Regions from separate parts of the Gasterosteus aculeatus genome. Here region 1 is linked to region 2. The links are chromatin contacts, called in public Hi-C maps. All regions are on one chromosome and are shown on one strand. The core of a region is the stretch at or near the end of the contact, and the rest is flanking DNA. Distances in the headings are between cores, read along the strand shown.

Region 1 (2,700 bases), core at 96-2,595, 48 kb after region 2:
AGTTGTTGCAAGTAACCCATTTATTGCTCATGTGCAAGTAGTTTACACCGATTGGTGTTCTGCTTCAGTATGTTAAACAGTTGGGTTGTTCGTTTGGGTCACAAACAGGGCAGGAAATTACGTTTTTCACCAGCTGGACAAAGTGAGTGGTCCGATACATACATTTTGCAGCCAGATGTTTTATAGCTTTTCATTTGTTTTATTACAAAAAAAAAATCTGTTTTGGATCGCTACTTCATTGCCAGACATGCTATTTTCCAGCTATTGGTAGAATCCACCTTGGATGTTCCTCATTTGCTTCTAAGTTCAACATTTTTCAAAGCAACACCCATTGTGACACAGTTGCTGTAAGTTATCATTGACATGTCAATTGTGCTGTTATGGTTTCCTTCACTAACTGAGCATCAAATGTACTTGATTTTGTGTCACCTGAATGTTTCTTGCAACTTTCCCACAATGTCTTTTTTGTCCAATGGCTCCAGCTGCTCTACATATGCAGGACCCAGTGATGCTGGCAAAGCACACGCAGCATTACTTTTTATCCATTAATCAATCTCATTTGACACAGTCGTGTGATTTTTTTTCTTCTTCTTTTTCTCCCCCTCTTTCCGCTTGTCAATAGCTCTGCTGCAGTTATCAGGTCAGAGTATTTTCCACATGCGGGCCTCTCACATGTGGGACACCGAGTGTATTCTAAATAGGTGAGGGTGCAGCCGCTGGGCAGCACGGAGCTCTCAGTGGTTTCACTGCTGAACAGCACTCCCCCGTGCTTAAAAGAGCATGAGCTTTACTTTGTCTCCTTATCACATCTTCAATGAAAATAAGGGATGATATGAGTTACAATTTGGTGCGCTGCAAACAGCTGGTTTTGATCTTTCCCTTCCTACAGTTGCACCCTTGTTGGCTTCAATCCTCACAAACAACTCAAGAGCTTCGCTTAGATAAATCCTTTAAATAAATGCCAGCAATGGAACTGTGGGAGCTCTAAAGAAAACACTAAACTAAACAGAGGGTATTCACATTAATGCGGCGGCATAAAAGGAGAAACATTCTGCGAAAGATAAGTTCAAAACAGCAGGGGGGGTGTTGTTTTTTTCAGATGAGAATAGTCCAAATGTATTTAGTATTTTGACGTGGTAACGGCAGCAATGCCGATGCTTCCATCCAGCCACCTATGACCTGCATGCGCGCAGCCGCCGTGTCTGCACAGGCTGCCACGTCTGGACAATCCTCCTGCGGGTTGACAGGGCCCCAAAAGAAACACACACACTTTTCTTTTGCTTTCTCTTTTGCAGGCACAGACAAGCTCACAAACACAGAATTCCCACACGCGTGGTCACGTACCGACGGCTGCTCCAGTGAAAACAAGGCCAACCTGCTCAAGAACTAGCTGGAGAACAGACAGCTCGGGCAGGTCAAATAGGGCTGCCATGTTTGTTTGCCTTATGAACGAGGAACTTTCTCACTGTGTGTGTGTGTGTGTGTGTGTGTGTGTGTGTTGAAAAGCTGATTCAGTAAAAGACACTTAAGGCATTTAGGGCTGCAAAAAAGAAACTTGGCCAGAGAGAGCCCTACTGCTCTGTGTCTTTCATAACCTCCGGCTTCCTCCTCCTCCTTCTCCATCTCCATCTCTCCTTGCGAGGAGAAATACATCACTGTACGTCCATGGTAAATGTCTTTCATAACCCTTGACTTTGCTCTGCTTTTCAACTAAGCGAGACGGATAGTAAAGTTGTCATCTTTGCCGCTGAAGTGGGTCAACATTTGTCTGCAGCCGGCTGGAACGGGATCGAGCCCGAGGAAGGGGAAACGTCCCTTATCCATCTCTGTTTGAGTGGAGAAAAAACATGGCAGGGCAAGAAAAAGTCCTGTTCTCTATTATGCTTTTAAACTGTAACTGCATTGGGCCTTTGCAACAAAAACACGGTGCAATATATTTTATTGTAATTGCAGAGTGTGCCAGTAAAGTATATATTCGGTGATGGATCATAGGCAGTTGTATGCAGGAGAATGATTCAAGCTATTCAAAGAGAGGGACGCTGTCCGCGAGTTTACTGCCTAATGTTTTATTAGATCTAAAACAGTCATTTGATACTTGGGTCATGTTGTAGTTTTTGACTACTATCATCAAAAAAAAGAAGAAACTCCTCACACGAAACGATGAAAGCAGACAAAGATTTTTAAATTCCATAATTTCACTTGAGTATTACTTTTGTCTGACTTCTGTGCAAAACAGAAATATAAACCAAAGTGTTTGACTGGATACCTTAGGAACCGTAGTTCCTTCAGGAACCTGTGTGGATGGGACATCTAGAGGAGAGTGAGTCAGGTGATTGTTGGTTTGATTCATTCTGGCAAACAAAACAACTCCAGTGTACATGAAATTATTTCCTATTTGATCAAGAGAGTTTGACACATGTTGATACGCGAGAACTGTTTTTAAAATCAGGATGACTTCATGAGCGTAAGAAGATCTGTCGAGATCAAGTTTGACTCCAATGGGGGAAAAAAACATGCTTAATATTATGTCATCGAGTGTTACTGCGAGGATTTCAATTATCCCCTCTCCTCTCCGGTGGATTGCGGGTCTTTTTGAAATAAAACTCCCCAAACGGTGAACGAAGTCATTACTGCTAATGTGTCTCCCTGGCAGACAGTTTAGCTCACAGGCGGACACTTTATCAAACAGGTCTACGGGTC
Region 2 (2,799 bases), core at 161-2,660:
CACGCACACAGATACATACTCATTAACAAAGGCTTTAGTATTGGTGTGTGTAGACCCCCGGCAACGTGCGGCATAGTCTGGCTGACTGGCCTCCCACAGAGGGGGAATACACCTCAGTCACCTGATCTCTCTCATCCTGGATCAGCTAAACACACAGCAGCTTGTCATTCAATTACAGGAACCAAGACTGCACGGCATGAAACCCCCCTCCCCCCCCCGACAGGACCGAGAGCACCGGCAGGGACTACTTATGAATATAACACATCTTGAATTGGCAATTTTTACACAAGCTTCCTTCAAGTTTTAAACTCCTCTGAAGATCCCAACGCATCTCTACAAATCTTTCCCACCACTAGGTGCCACTACTGGCTTCGATACAGATCACACAGCACATTTCAGGACTCCTACTCCCGATTTAAAGAACTTTCCTTCTTTTTCTTTCAATACATCTCGAGGTATTCTGAGACAAAAGTCCGCACGTCAGAACAAGGAAGATCACGGGAACTCACAATCCTGAGAAGTTGATAACAAAAACTGAAAACCTGCTCTAAAAGTAGATTTATTTCTCTGAAATAATTGTTCAATAAAAAAGGCCACAATTAGACAATTGTGCTGATTGGATGAAATGATCCGGCTTCAGTTTCTAATGGTTGTGGGGATTTGGGTACGTCCACAATGGTGGTTCCGAAGAGCTTGATGTGAGTGCGTGAAGGTAGGAAAAAAGAATAAACAGGCCAAAAGACAGACCACCTGAGTGACAAGGAACAGCTGAGTCCACACATCTGGAAACGAAAATGCAACCCTCCATTAAGTGCGTCTTTTCGCCCCCCCACCCCCCCTCCTCCCTCCCTCCCCCACAGTCAGTGACAGTTTCACTTTTTTCTCTCTCCCTTCAGGGAAAATATGTGACAGAGGCTCAATTAAGTATTTTCTCTACTTTTTAGCTGCGTCTGATTATAAAGTAACGGAGGGACGAATCATTCCTTTAATGGCACGTCGTCATTTCACAAAGTCACAAATTTATTGGAAACTCAAGACGGACAAAAAGTGTAAACCCCACTTCGCACTCACCTCAGAAGCAAACTCCGTGCTCCGGGATCGGGTTCGAATACTCCGTTTATCAGAATGCAATCACGACCGTGGAGGCATCCGTGCGCACTGCGGGCAGCAAACACGACTCGGGGCCGTTCCGGGACGTGAAACTCGAGCTCGATGGACGCGCTCTTTCAGTGCATAGTCTGCGGAGGAGGAGGAGGTGGAGGAGAAGAAGAAGGAGAAGGAGGAAGGACGCTCACCGGGCTTTGAGCGCTGCGCAGCTCTGGAAACCAAGTTTAAGCGTCGAGAAATGACACCAGCGCTGCTCTGCGCCTATTGGCTGAAAACCTCGAAGCCCCCCTCCGATCTCCTCCTCCTGTCCCTCTCCTCAACACTCACACACACACTTCTCCCCCTCACGTACAGGCACACAACATACTTTGTGCATCCATTGGATTTATTTTTATTTTTTAGAAAGATATCACGTTCTCATTTGAATCTGGGTATCTAAAGATAACATTAGCAGCACAATAAGGTCAGTTTAAACTCATTAGTAAAGAGAATGTGCCTAAAGGAATACAGCAGCAATCATGCAACAAGATTCCCCACAATATCTTACAAGGAAAACTTGATTGGATGGACTTGCATGACTGAAACAAAATTGTAGTACAGTCGTTATCTGATAAAACTAGCACATGCTCACATGCTTGTACCGGTGTGCCGCCATTATGATATGTGTCCATGATTTCAAACCACCTCCAAGAAGTGGCTTCCTTCACTTAGGAGGTGAGCGAGAGACTGTTTTATCCCGCTCAGCGTTTCTCTGAGTCCTGGATGATGCCCTAGTGGTTGGTCTGAGGTATAGTGGCAGTGGGCAGCTCAGTAGAGGGAGTGTGTAGCTGTATGAGAGCGAGTCATGGCAGGTGATCTGCAAAACAGAGCAAATGCAGGATGAAGACAGACAATCATGTTGTCCATTAATGAACTTTGGCGGCGATTCTGCCAGCGAGCATCTTTGTCAAAGCGTTCCAACGCATTTAACTTGAATGATGTTTATTCAATACAACAACATTCGATAAGGTTTGTTTTGTGGCTGGTTTGTACAGTGTTGTTCATGGATCATGCAGATCCTAAAGAAGGTTGAGAGCCACTGACACAAGCTGTCCTGCAAGCCTTTGATAAGGATAAAACTTGTCCTCGTAACATTCGCTGACCCAGTTGAGGTCAGGTTTTCGAGCAGATCAAACCTGCAGTAACACTATCGCTGCTTAAATGTGATGAATAATGGAAAAATTACCGTTTTAGCATATTTTTTGTCATGGTCACGGTTATTAGAACACAAGAAGGAACAGAAGCAGCTGTATTGAAAAGAAGACCGCACAGGTGATACCAAGGTCATGGAGGTCAAAAGGGATGGATGAACAGCAAGTAATAAAGATTTCCAAAAAGGCGTTGCTTTTGGATTGGATCTTTCCTCCTCAGCTGTGGAGTCAGGGGATTATGAAGAGAGCCGTTTGAATGTCCGCGAGCCTGGCGGTGGGACAGACTGAGCAGGTCAAACAGTATGGCTTATTGTCCCTGCCAGCCCACACAGCGAGGGACCGGGGGGGTGGGGGGGGACGCCCTCGTTCACCCTGCTGGCACCCGCTCTGACAGCTTGATTTACAACTTTAAATTCACACCTCACATTTTGAGTCTTTTAGCTCTTATCCAGAGGGACTTACAATGAGCGCAGCAGTAGAATGAACTTCATTTTGTAGACAT

The links. A called contact is a pair of places that touch in the nucleus more often than the background predicts.
Region 1: a Hi-C map of skeletal muscle shows a contact between it and region 2, with 3 times the contacts expected there. The contact joins the enhancer-like site here to the promoter of LOC120818427 in region 2. A contact is called at or near these places in 3 of 6 Hi-C or Micro-C datasets (skeletal muscle and tail fin).

The regions. Positions count from the first base shown.
Region 1 is chr4:29,011,031-29,013,730 of fGasAcu3.hap1.1, forward strand. No RefSeq gene overlaps it. Among protein-coding and RNA genes, the nearest start is that of pus7l, 7.8 kb to the right of the region's middle. Within about 2 kb of position 1,346, at least 3 of the 9 cell types and tissues checked have open chromatin away from gene starts, as enhancers often do.
Region 2 is chr4:28,963,078-28,965,876 of fGasAcu3.hap1.1, forward strand. LOC120818427 (prickle-like protein 1) reads right to left here and starts at 1,411. Exons shown (of 8, transcript XM_040175493.2): 1 at 1,072-1,411.